Linked DNA regions of Mus musculus: regions 2, 3 and 4 are each linked to region 1. The links are chromatin contacts, called in public ChIA-PET, Hi-C and HiChIP or PLAC-seq maps. All regions are on one chromosome and are shown on one strand. Each heading gives the region's core, a stretch centred on a gene start, on an enhancer-like site or on the middle of the called end of the contact. The rest is flanking DNA. Distances are from core to core; before and after follow the strand shown.

Evidence for each region. Hi-C and Micro-C count contacts between places; a contact is called where the count stands out from the background. ChIA-PET counts read pairs in DNA pulled down with a chosen protein or histone mark. HiChIP or PLAC-seq counts read pairs in DNA pulled down with a chosen protein or histone mark.
Region 2: a contact with region 1 is called in a FOXA1 HiChIP or PLAC-seq map of pancreatic cancer cells. The contact joins the enhancer-like site here to the promoter of Thumpd2 in region 1. A contact is called at or near these places in 2 of 39 promoter capture datasets (cranial neural crest and hippocampal neurons), 1 of 484 Hi-C or Micro-C datasets (nephron progenitors), 6 of 115 datasets of contacts at active chromatin or transcription factors (bone marrow-derived macrophages, cardiomyocytes, embryonic basal ganglia and 3 more) and 1 of 9 other capture datasets (pancreatic islet).
Region 3: a contact with region 1 is called in a Hi-C map of pre-B cells, with 2.2 times the contacts expected there. The contact joins the promoter of Map4k3 here to the promoter of Thumpd2 in region 1. A contact is called at or near these places in 15 of 39 promoter capture datasets (the 3T3-L1 cell line, 3T3-L1-derived adipocytes, the HPC-7 cell line and 11 more), 18 of 484 Hi-C or Micro-C datasets (CD4 T cells, LSK cells, Sertoli cells and 12 more), 19 of 115 datasets of contacts at active chromatin or transcription factors (the NIH/3T3 cell line, astrocytes, bone marrow-derived macrophages and 12 more) and 3 of 9 other capture datasets (adipose tissue, liver and macrophages).
Region 4: an RNA polymerase II ChIA-PET map of memory CD8 T cells shows a contact between it and region 1, with 8 read pairs. The contact joins the enhancer-like site here to the promoter of Thumpd2 in region 1. A contact is called at or near these places in 1 of 39 promoter capture datasets (the C10 cell line), 1 of 484 Hi-C or Micro-C datasets (CD4 T cells), 4 of 115 datasets of contacts at active chromatin or transcription factors (bone marrow-derived macrophages, embryonic stem cells, memory CD8 T cells and 1 more) and 2 of 9 other capture datasets (liver and pancreatic islet).

Annotation. Positions count from the first base shown.
Region 1 is chr17:81,063,564-81,066,696 of GRCm38.p6, forward strand. It overlaps Thumpd2 (THUMP domain containing 2), which reads right to left and starts at 1,522. Exons shown (of 10, transcript NM_028138.1): 1 at 1,372-1,522. The coding sequence starts at 1,497.
Region 2 is chr17:80,707,487-80,710,619 of GRCm38.p6, forward strand. The region is part of intron 1 of Map4k3 (mitogen-activated protein kinase kinase kinase kinase 3); the gene reads right to left. Among named protein-coding and RNA genes, the nearest start is that of Map4k3, 19 kb to the right of the region's middle. Within about 2 kb of position 1,510, at least 34 of the 459 cell types and tissues checked have an H3K27ac peak or open chromatin away from gene starts, as enhancers often do. A contact at or near this core is called in hippocampal neurons, pancreatic cancer cells and pancreatic islet, where this site is marked.
Region 3 is chr17:80,726,607-80,729,739 of GRCm38.p6, forward strand. Map4k3 (mitogen-activated protein kinase kinase kinase kinase 3) reads right to left here and starts at 1,419. Exons shown (of 34, transcript NM_001290345.1): 1 at 1,188-1,419. The coding sequence starts at 1,283. It also overlaps the pseudogene Gm9959.
Region 4 is chr17:80,770,714-80,773,846 of GRCm38.p6, forward strand. No RefSeq gene overlaps it. Among named protein-coding and RNA genes, the nearest start is that of Gm33538, 13 kb to the right of the region's middle. Within about 2 kb of position 1,703, at least 107 of the 459 cell types and tissues checked have an H3K27ac peak or open chromatin away from gene starts, as enhancers often do. A contact at or near this core is called in bone marrow-derived macrophages and memory CD8 T cells, where this site is marked.

The DNA of each region.
Region 1 (3,133 bases), core at 272-2,771:
CCATTCAATTAGACATCACTTTCAAACATGGCTGCCTCCTTCTACAAACTAACTTGACTTTCATTGTTTGGGCTTAAAGATGTGTGCTAAGGGCATGCCTGTATTCCAGCCAGATGGATTAAAGGTATGTGCTAAGGGCTGAGCCAGACCACAAATAGAAACATGTTTGTTTGTTTTTGTTTTTTCAGTAAATAGCACAATCTTGGGGTTCACAGTGTGATCAAGTGCCCTGCAACATGTATATGCCCACATGTGGCTGGGTTGGACATTATATAGTTATGCTTGATTTCAGAATCTGAATATCACCAACATCATTTTGTAATTGTGTAACTTGAATACATCACTGGATTCACCTGGTTAAGACTGGGTATTAGTCTTGTAGAGGAACCATGTTTGCATCCTAGCACCCACGCAGGGCAGCCCACAATCACCAGTTACTCCAGCTCCAGGGAGATGAGCTGATGGTTCACGCTTTCACTAGTATGAGAACACACACAATTAAAACCAAAACAAACAAACAAAAAAACCCAACAAACTTTAAATCCTTGATGAATGCGGAGGTTATTATTTAGATATTTAATTTAGATTAAATTTATTTAGATTAAATGCTAGTCTTGGCAACTCTCCCCACTGCACCTGCACCTCTATCATCTCCATCTGCATCTCCACCATCTCCATCTGGATCCTCACCGTGGCAGAGACTCCTTTTGTGGGCTTCGAACACTGCTCCCCAGAGGCGAACAGCTAGTTTGGTTTTAGCAAGCTTCCCCTTTCCAAGAACATGTCACACACAAAAGTCCCGACCTATCCTATTACATCCTTTCCCTGTGTTTTCAAGAACTCAGTTTGCACATCCTGGTACGTTTGGAATTTGTTCACTAGTCACTCATTGAAACGCACGGGTAGCAGGGGAGAGTTCTTGTTCTAGCTTCTGTTTACCACGTGTGTTGTGGGTGTACTGGGCATGTCTCACAGTCCTCCTACAATGTAAAACCCAAGCTTGTCAAGTAACAAGACTCAAACAAGTAAGCCCGGGAAGTATATCTGCATTTAAGGTATAAAGGAAGGATTCTAACTCTAGCTATTGCCATGTCATAGTTTCTTTTTAAGGAATCCCAGACAAAAGTGGCTTCCGCACCCCTCTGTTTAAAACTTTGGCTGTGACAGATATACAGTGACCATACTGGATAAAGAACGAAACCACCAGAGCAGCCGGTTGCTCTCAGCAGTCATCAAAGGTCCCGGATGGGGCCCACTGCACGCCAAGGATGGGGTGCTCACAAGTCCTTCCCGGGCCTGAGCCCCACGCTGGTGCCAAGAGGGGACCCGGGGCGAGCGTGGCTCCCCCCGAGCACGGTGAGCCCGACTCACCTGCGTGGCTTCCAGCCGCGCGCGCACCTCCCGCATCAAGAACGGCTCCAGGCCGCGGCCCGCGGTGCAGAAGAACCGGGCGCCGCCAGCGGGGTCAGAACCCGGGTCTGCCTGGGCTACAGCCATGGCGCTCAGGCGCGACCCCGAGACCCGGTCACGTGAGCTCGGGAGCGCGCCTGGGAGCCTTCAGTGGAACGCGCACCGGAGCGTCGCCTTTGCAGGCCCGCCCTCTATGGGGCGTCCCGGAAACTACAGCGAGCCTCCTGCAGCCAGGCATCTCTGATTGTCAAGGGTCCTGGGGATGCTGTCCTTACTGTCTTCATCTAAGACTGGGCCGAACCGGTGAACTCAGGATCAAGAGAAGAAATTCTTGTTCTCCAGCAAAATGTCTTTGTGTTCCCGACACTTGTTACATTTCTTGAATCTGGCCAATCACATAGGTAAATAATGAATGTGCCATCCAGTTTAGTCTAATCGATTTGAGCTAGTGACGGTATTTGAATGGTTTTTTTTTTTTTTAAAGAAAAACCTCTTGAGTTTTAAAATGACAAAATTTGATATAGATAGAATAAAAATCTATCTCTAATTCAACAACATTAAATTAGCTATGTAGTTCTATATTGAATCAGATATTAGAAACTGTTAGAGGAATATTTCTCCAGGTCCAGAAATGAATGCCAGTGGGTAACTGACATTCTCTTGCCCCTTAACCAGTGGTCAGCTCCTGAAGGGTTGGGGCAGTAGAGCCAAGTTCCTTATGGAGTCCCGTCACCTGAGCGTTTCCAAAGGTCAGCTCTAAGTTGTTTCATTTGGTGGCTCACCCTAGACCTGTCCCCAAAAATTAAAAATAAAAGAGGGACAACACCTGAGGAAGGATACCTGAGGTTGTCTTCTGGCCTCTATGTGTACACATGCACATGTACGCCGCACACATATTTTCCTGCATATACATACATGTGCGTGCATACACACATACATACATAGTCTGTACTAAAAAAATAGTCTCAGATGCCTTCAGATGAATTTAACTTACCCAGCTGCAATCTGCCATTTGAATATTACTTATTCAACATCGAGGAAGTTGGAAGTCAACAGAAACAATTTTAGAACGGACAGACTTTAATTCTCTTTCATGTTTGTCAGTTCTGTATATTTCTATAATAAATTTTAGTCATTTTTATCTCACCTCAAGATGCACATTTAAACTGGAGTAGCTGTGAGACATTTGCTTCACAGTTTCTCCCTGTTTTGATGTGATTGTCGATTCCCTTAATTTCAAAGGTGTTTAATGCATGCAATTGACTATCAGAATGCAGATGTTTTAGGCTGCGAAATTCCTGGGGAGATGATAGTTTCATTCATCCGGATACCATAGTCATACACAGGCTTACTCTCGGTAGGTAATAAGTTAGTTTGGTGCTGAATTGGATGCAATTCATTGGCATAAGACTAAAAGAAAGACCAACACAGGAAGTCTCTCTCAGCTAGGAAGATTGCTATAATTGCCTAGGGTGGTTAGGTTTTTTTTTCGACTTGCTTCAACTTAAAATCACTTATAGTCCTCAACCGAGGAATCAACTGGATCAGGTTGGCTTGTGCTGACGTCTCTGGAGGTTTGTCTTGCTAACTGACACAGCCCACTGTGGGTGGCACCATTCCCTAAGCCGGGAAGGAGTTTCTGCTTATAACCAGAAACCAAGCAAGCCAGCCTCCATTTCTCTATCTTCTTGCTGCTCCCGAGTGTCGAGGTGGCACATTAATT
Region 2 (3,133 bases), core at 260-2,759, 360 kb before region 1:
AGAGAGAGAGAGAAAAAGAAACACTGGCTATATTTTTACTCCAGAACATTTTCAAAAGCATAAACTCCTGTTCTTGCAAGTACAATCTCACTTTGTCTCTCTTCAAAAAAGTTTTCTTCTGTCTGCCTACCTTTCCTAACTGCCATTCCGCCTCACTTCCTGGGGGGATCTTAAATTGTCTAGATTGTTTCCAAACCCCCAATTCCTTAGAAAAACAAAAACCTTTTAAAAAATATATACAAGAAGCAACAGTGCAGGTTGCGGAGGTCCACGGTCTACACACCCGCTCCTGTCAGTCTGGCTGTCTGTCTGGGCTCAACTCTAGTGTACTTCCTTACTGACTGTGGGGCCTTGGGAAGTCACTTACATTCCCCACAAATCCCTCTATCTGTAAGTTAGAATGAAGTACTCACTTCACAGCAATGCATTAACACTAAAATTGGTTACTATATGGAAACTGTATATTATATATAGAATATGTATACTGGAACTGAACAAATATGGGAGCCAGGTTTCTCCCTACTGAAGATGGGGGTGACAGATAGCAAAGGGAAGGCTGGCAGGAACCATCACGTACTAGAATAAAGAGACTATTATGAATTCAGTTAGGCTAAAATGCACAGAGATGGATACAGAACTATTTATATAGCTGGACATGGTAGAGCACACCTTTGAATCCAGCACTCAGGAGGCAGAGGCAGGCAGAGCTCTGTAATTTCAAAGCCAGTCTTGTGTACATAGCAAGACCTTGTCTCAAAAAACCAAAAAGTTTACAGGTACCTGTATTTACATGGCTCAGACACTTCACACACACACACACACACACACACACACACACACACCAGCTGAGAGAGAGCACCTAGAAGCAAGGCAGTCCAACAGCAAGGAACAGACCCAGAGCACAATTTTCAAGGTTTTTTGTTTTGCTTGTTTTGTGGAGGGGTAACGCAGGAGAGTGAGACCTGGGCGTCATGAAAGGAAGGCAAGCACTCTATACCTTGGTTGTCTGATACCAGTAAGAAGAACCATGGCTTATTGAGAAACGCCTGATTCTAGGCCACAGCAAAGCATTTACAGATGAGCCTAAGTATGTTGTCATGCCCAAAAATATTAAAAAATAAAATGCCAGAATGTGTTAAAAACAATATGGTGTGGATGTATAAAAAGACACAGAACAAACAGATGCAGTTAAATTCCAATGAAGTATGTAGCTGTGCACTGTAGCCATCAATCCACACTCATAAAGAAATTGAATAAGCAAACTGGGGACTAAATAGCACAGCAAGAATATGTATTTAGCATAGGTGACATCTGAGGCACAGCCCCAGCATCAACAACAAATACAGTTAACAGGGCAAAGGCACAGCTATACATAGTTACACCTGGCTTAAAAGTGGTGGCTGAAGCCTAACTGCCCATCCCCAGTATGAGACTTTCTTCCAAGGGGTGTGAAAGGCACGCCCTTGGAATCACAGCTATGAAGAGCTATGCACAGGCTGGGCAAACACTGGGTGCCAGGTGACAAATGTAAACACTGTGAGTGACAAGCCCCTGCTGACCACGCAGGCGGGCGGGCACCCTAGCTCCATGACTTCCATCTAACCTGCCACCTTCAAGGTCATTAAAACACAAAGAAAAAGTCTGCAAAACTGTTACAGGCCAGAGCAGTCCATGTAACCAAACCTGCTAGTGAACTGTATCGGTACCGGAGATGGGACCCTAGCACGGCAGAGAGGCACGGGCAGGGCAACAGTGAGGAGCAGTGGAGCAGCGTGAGGACTTGGTTGTAAGGAATGTATTATGGGAACTTGACAAAAGAAGAATCCGGAGAGGGAGCACGGGATAAAGTGAGCATCTCTTATGTGCGACTCAATCTGTACAATTCAAAAGAGATTTTAAAAAAAATCTCTTGTCTTAATCCTAATTAAACTATTTAAAATTTTAATGTTTTAAATCTTAGCCAGATAAACACCGAAGTCTTCCCTGAGTTCTGAGGCTCAGGGTACAGTAGACCAGGGGCCTAGCTAGACCTTGGGGTCAAGTACAGTGCCTGAAATGCATAGTTTTTGCAGAGAATGTTGCAAAAATTATACATCTTTACTCCAGGAAGTGAAACGTTACTTCCCTGATACTGCCCCAAAGCCTGCCAAAAGTGGCAAAACTTTATTCATAAAAAAACATTGCCTAAAGGGTCTTTTATATCACTTTTCATAAAAACAATGTAAATTGTTATGGAAATATTTCCTAAGTTTGATTCAAGTATTGCCTCATAATATGACAGAAAGTGTTTAAGAAACTCAACACAAACAATAAAACAAAAAGCAAAAATAGCAGCCCTGCCCAGCAATTTACAGAAACATCCAATTTTGGGTTTTGGGAGAAGAAAAGAGATTGTCAAACCTCCTGTAGCCACAGTTTTACTGGAAGAAGAAGAAAAAAAAATCTTTGCATCCAAAATCAAAGCATGTTCCATGATTCCCGGATTCCTGGCATGCGGGCTCCGTGCCAGCACTAACCAGAGCCGCAGTCCTCAGAATCGGCAGAGCGCTGGGGAAGAGAAATGACAGCGCTGCCAGCCTGGAAAGCCAGCACAGCTCTGCCGCAGGCCTTCCGCTCTTGCTCGGTTCTCAGCAGTGGGAGGACCAGAGGACTGGGATGGGGGTGAGGGACAAAAAACGAGCAAACAAACCAACACCCCAAGGAGCAGAGAGGGGAGAGAGCATCGTAATACTGGGGTCTGCGCTGCCCACACTTTAACTGCCTCTCAGGAGTAAGGGAGAGAGGAGACAGACAGGAGACCTAAAGGAGCACCAAGCCCAGCCCAGCTCTGCAAGCCAGCGAGTTTCCTGGGCTAACTCATTTACAGCAGTGTGGGTGGTCAGCAAAGCCTCAGCGCAGCATGGACTGCAGGAGCCGAGCAGATGGAGCCTCCTCCTCAGCTCCCCTCTACGGACTCTGGCTCTGTCTGACTCTATGCTCTGAGCAATTCAGGCAGAGACACACACGGCTGCTGCAGGAGGCGTGCAGTGTGGGGTAGCTGAGGCCTCAGGTACGCCCGCCCGGCTCTTTTCATGAGGGGAAGTCGACAGGCCCAAGCTCCATGGTTACTCCCAAGCAGTCCCAGCTTCTTCCT
Region 3 (3,133 bases), core at 169-2,668, 340 kb before region 1:
TGTCCAGGAAAAAAAAAAAAAAAGACTTCAAATAAATCTGGGTCCATTCCTGTCTTTAGTTCATCAACACGTGGCTGCTAAGTTATACACTGGAGTTATGCTCCACACACCTTTGTCAACAGAGGAAAGTGTGGTGCTATGTGATCATTCACAAAAGCCAAGCAGATCACTCACAAAAGACCTGAGGTATTGGCTAACTTACCTTATGCGTTCCATTGAGGCAAGAATAAAAAGCCCATTGCTTTAGCGTGGGCAAAAATAAAGTGAAAACTAAACTTTCCAAGTCATACTCTGGGCATCCTCAGGTGTTCTGGAAAACAGGAGCCCAACTTCAGTTACCATGTAAGTAGATAGGCAACTAAATCAAGACTGCTGCCACCTTTGGCACTATCCGCCTCCCTTCTTGGCAGACTCCGCGAGGCCAAGAGTTTTACTGGCCAGGGAAGAACGATTTATCCTCCCACATTTAGAAGCGATCCCTCTGCAACAGAAACGCTGTCCTGCTAAGGAGCTCTGAATTCTAACCTTGTCAAACCAATACTCTTCCTAGATACTCGACTCTCACACACACACAAGAAAGAAAAAGAAAAGGAAAAATATCTGATTCCTATGTGTCACTGACAAAAACAAACCCCATTATCCAATTCTTTTTGGAGGAAAAAAAAAAAACCTCGAAGTTGCTGTCTTGCCTCCAAAAACCCATCTCTTTTTACAAAACATGACTACTTGGAAAATTACAAGGAACTGACAAGCAGATGTTAAGAGGCTAAAGGCTAAAGCACGGGCAGATGTTAAGAGGCTAAAGGCTAAGCTGTCGATGGAGGCTGCCCAGCGTTAGGACAGATCCAGCAGGCCCGGGCGGACAGTAGCTCCCAGCCACCGGGGCCTATGATCCCAGGTCCCGGAGAGGCACGTAGGTTTGTCAAGCGCCAAGCCCCAGCACCGGGGTTCGTCACACAGACCCTGCCCAGGCAACAAGCGCCCAGCCCCGCTCCGCCCTCCCAGGAACGCAGCGGCTCCGGCCGCAGCCCTTCCCGGGACTGCACGCAGGAGAGCCTGGGAGGGTCAGAGACCCGCGCGTCCCGGGCACAGCTCCGGCGAGGACGCCGAGGGCTGAGGTCCCCACGCCTGCCTCTTTGTTCCGTCCCCCGCGGCGCAGGCCCCGGCTCGGCCGCCCCTGCCCTCACCTTGTAGACGTCGCCGTAGGTGCCGCTGCCGATGCGCTGGATCAGCTCGAAGTCCTCCTGCGGGTTCCGGCGGGACAGATCGAAGCCCGGGTTCATGGCGGGCCCCGGGTGCCCCCCACCTCCCTCCCGGCCCGGGGAGGGGGGGCGCTCACGGGGGCCGCACGGAGGGAGCGCCCGCGGCCGGCCCGGCTCCGCCGCCGGTCACAATCGCCCGGCTGCACGCCGCGGCCGCCGCCGACCACGACGAGCCGCCCGGCGTCCCCGCCCCCCGCCGCCGCGCCGAGCCGGGTCACACCCACCAGGAGAGGAGCGCGCCCGCAGCCCCTCGCTCGGGGTGCAGTTCCAACATGGCTTCCGCCCGCCGCTCCGCTCCGCCCGCCCGCACGCCCTCCCTCCGGTTCCCGGCCCCGCTCGCCACTGCGCAGCCGCCATCCCGGAGGCCGCGCGCTCCCGGCGGGCCCTGCGCGCCCCCGGCTCGCGCGCCCGGTCGGGACACGCCGGACGCGCCAGACTCCGGGTAACAAAGTTGGACTCGCTGCTTGTGGTCCCAGCCCCAGCCCCAGCAGGTAGTAGTTGCCACGCACAAGACGGTATTCCCCAACTTTCTAAGAGCAAGTACATCCGAGAGCCCCGACCCTTTCTTCTAGGTTTAGGGGAGGAGGTCCCCATCAGAAAGGTGAGAAAGACCCTCGGGGGACAGTGACACTTGGGCTCTTGGGGTTGGCTTGACAGGGGTGCAGAGAGAACAAGGGGCGGGGAGAAATCCGTGGAGGGAGTGGGCGGGAAGCAGTGCAGAACCAAAGCCGTGATTGACCTCTGTCCAGGGAGAAGGCTGGATTTTTCAAAGCCCGGGGCGGGGACTACGCAAGCTGTCTGACAACCCTGAGACGAGGGTGGTTGCAGAGGGTGTGGCCTGGACAGGGATCTATTCCCACACCTGAAATGTAAACACGTGACCATCCGGAAGCTACGTAGCCGCGACATTACCTGCCCAGAGCTCCACCCAGCATAAGATCCAGATAACCAGCATTACGTCCAGACTGCTAAAAGTTAGCTAAGAAAGGACTTAGGCAGTGGAAGGGTCAATGTTGAGTTCTTAGTAAACTTAACTACTACCCATTTCCAAAAGCTGTAGCGAGGTCCACTCTGGCGCTCTGTTGGATATTTTGCTTTAAAAATGCTTTTCTAATCTCTTTAGGGACCTAAAGACTAATGTGCCTTAATGTCCAATTCCTTCTCAGAAACTTGGTCTCATCAAACCTTAAAACCTTTCTATCATGTTACTTACAGTAAACTTACCTATTGACTAAATTCCCAAATTGTGTGCTCCAAACCATACGTGGAGTCATCCAAGCACTTTAGTTATCCCAAAGCATCAGATTGTGACAGGGTTGCAATTCTGCCCCAGGAGTGCACGTCACAGGATTAATTGAGGATAAACCTTAAGGCTGTGCTATCCTGAGCTCCTCGGGACGAGGCATGGTTTTCCCCGCTTCCTCCCGGTGGAAGGCACTTGCAGGGGCTGAGGAGCAGGCCTGCCTTCTGCCTGTGCTGTGGGCGGAGAACTGTTTGTCTTCTTTAGGCTAAACAGGCAGATAATTCTGGATTCAGATAAGGAAATGGAAGTCTCTCAAAGCAGGACCTGCTCTGCTTGCTTTCTCTGCCCTTTTGTGCTTTAAAAAAAAAAAAAAAAAAAAAAAGCCAAGTTTCCAGGACTGAAAGCCATTCGGCTTGCACCAGAAAGTTCTAATGGTTTCACTGTTTTGTTTGCTGGGATTATCATCTCTGCAGATAACCGAGTGTTTGCATCACTAATAGGCTTCTTTCAAAGGGAAAAGACATTTCAGTGGGGTTGGAACAGGCTTTCAAGTTTTGTTTGTTCCATTTTGGCAAGGCTTAACTACTTCTTCTCCTTTTTTTTTTTCCCCAGAGAGACAGATTTTCTT
Region 4 (3,133 bases), core at 453-2,952, 290 kb before region 1:
CAGGGAGCTTGCCTTAGGTTTAATCATGTTTCTTTGCTTCTATCACGGTTTGTGTCAAGCCTCTGCTTTAACAGCCTCCTCCCCCATCTTCCCTACAGCCTTGGGCTTCCTGAGAGCTAGGACTGTGTCCCCGCAGTGTTCAACAGTTCCTGGTTTATAACCCCTTCCCACAGGTTGATGGAGTCCCTGCATTTGCACTTGCCGCCTTCTGAGCCGAGTTCTCGAGTTCTACCGTGTCTCACTGATTGCGAAGAGCCCTGTGAGTTTCTACTTCACAGGTGTGCTTCAGCTCTACCCACCTTTTCAGGACGTAAGAAGTGCTTTGTCTTGAAGGATGAACTGAAGGCGAGGGGGAAAGTTGCTTCTGTAAGCTTTGTTTTCCTCAGATGTGAGAAGTTTGCTAGCAGAATGAGAAAAGATACATGCTGCTTGCCTCAAACCTTTTGGCTGTTAGACTTAGTTATTAACACCGTGGACAAGTATTACAAAGATGAGCGCATTCTTCATTTCATTGTTTGAGACTCTAAATCTTTTCTGTTTGTTCATTTTGTTTTTTGAGACAGGGATTCTTTATATAGCCGTGGCTGTAGACCAGACTGGCCTCTAACTCACAGAAATCCCACTGTCTCTGCCTCCCGAGCACTAGCGTCAACTCAACTAAATTAATAACATTTAAAAATTGCCACAATTTCTTTACCCGCTTGTCAATGAATTTTTAAAACTGTCATTAAACAATCTTTTTGTTGTTGTTATGTGCTTTGAGACAGAGTCTCACCATGTAGGTCAGGCTGGTCTTGAACTCACAATGTGGCTGTGAACTAGAAGTGATCCTCCTGTCTCAGCCTTTTGAATTTTGGAGTTGCAAGCTGGCTTTACCACACTTGGCCATTTTCTATCTTACAAACAGTGCAGAAGGATCTTTTCTGTATCTTCTCCTGGGTATGGCATCATCAGGTTTTATCTCCAAGCTCCAGAAAAGACTTCTTACTTTGATAGTAAACCAACCTGACTAGTCATTTAAGAGAGATAAATAGGGGGCTGGAGACATGGCACAGTGGTTAGAGCACTGGCTGCTCTTCTAGGGGACCTGGGTTCAATTCTCAGCACTCACATGGTAGTTCACAGCTGTTTTATTAACACCAGTGCCCGGGGGATCTGATGTCCTCTCCAGGATTTCTTGGGCACTGAACACACATGAAAGCAAAATACCCATACACATAAAAATTAATTAAAAGAGTGGGTAGGCTGAATAATTTCTGGAATAAAGGGAATGTCAGAAACAGAGTGCACAAATGGACAATGAAACAGTTAAGTTGCTTACAGGGTGTCGATGCTTGCGATGTGTGTTTTGTGTGTTCCTGTGTGTAGGTAGTTTGGGGGCGGGGGGTGGGGGGAATCTCGATTTTGTAAATTTCCAGAAAAACATCTATGAAAACATTGTTTTCCCATTTGGGTATTGAATTCTTTATCAACCATTAGATTGGCCAAGTCTGTCAATTCTTTTAATCTGGGACAGTGGAATTCTGTTCTGTTGAAATTGCCAATAAAATTAAACAATTCCAGTAAATCACTTGGGCTAATGTTTGGCAAAATGTACAAGCAAGAGCTTCACTATTGTTAATTAATTCTAACTGTGGCCCCTCTCATTTATAGCACATGCTTTGGTATGTATGTGAGAGATCCCTTTTACTAGATAGCACATCGGCAACCCAGTTCAAAAAAGGCACCCCAAAACGTATACATTAAAGTTAATCACATAAAGGAAAATCCTTGCGTGGCCTCTACTTATGAAGGCGTGAGATATTATAGGTATACTTTTAACGAGTGTGCAAAGACCATTGTAAGAATGTCTTTTCCCACTGAGGGCTCTGTTTATTATGAATAAAATGTCACATGCATGACGGGTGTCTGGTTTCATTTCTCCAAAACATCTTTCCGGTAGTAGATCTGAGGCAGCTGTGGTTAACCAAAGTATAAACCCTGTGAGGTCTACCAAAACTAGTGTGTATTTACATTCTGACTCACAGTGTCTGCCAGGCATTAATCATAGGGGGGACAAGTAATACTGCTCAGGGTTCACGATTTAATCTTCAATTCACTGCTTTGTAAGTTTGCTGCAGCCCGTGGGAAGGCGCACTGTTGGTTGAAGTTTGCCATCTGCATTGCTGCAATTTCTCCTCACTTGCCACTTTGTGGTGGTTTTGAAAACCCCTTGAAAAAAAAAGCTCTGCACATAGACGCCTCCTGGAAAGGGATTCACCCTGAATGCATTTCACACTTGCGCTGGCACCTTCAGATCAGAGAGCTCCTTCTAATATGTGACTGTCGTGGTGTTACGTGCTATTTTAAAAATCGTGAAAGAGCAGTTTCCAAATATGGGCAACCACTTCCAGGGAAGAGTCAACTGGAGTGTTTAATTAAATGAAGGCACTAGGTTTTTATTACGCTGTCACTGGATATTTGAATAACTAGCTGCAAGTGAGTTCTGTTTGTACAAAAGTGCTCTGGTAATCGTGTTGTTCCTGGGCAAAGCGGAATGGAATGGTCACGTCTCTGTTACTAGAACAAATTAAAGCTTGAAGCACTAAGCAGCACTCACAGAGGAATGAAAAACCTTTCAGCCATGAGCAGCTTTCTTTTCCCACCAGAATGATTGGGTAATTGACTCAACTAGTTTTTTTTCTTCTAGTCACTGTGCTGCCATTTAAATGTTCCTTCCTCCAAAATAGGTTGAAATGTAATTGCCATTATGATGGTATAATGAGGTGGGACCTCAGGGTGACTAGATCACAGCATCCCTGTCCTATCAAGGCCTTGATGAAGGCAGAAAATCCCTTATAAAAGGGAGGAGCCAACACCTTCCACCATGGAAGGACATAGTGGGAAGGCCTTTGCTGGATGCTAGTATCATGTTCAAGAACATCATAGCTTTCAGAATTATGATCCAGATAAATTACTATTTTTATAAATTACCTAGGTTGTTGGTTTTCTTCTTCTCATACCAGCAGAAAATGGACTAAGAGCCATTAGGAAATTACTTAATGATTATGACTTCTTCTCCTCAAGTGAACAATACTGAGATATCTATCTATCTATCTATCTATCTATCTATCTATCTATCTATCTATCCATC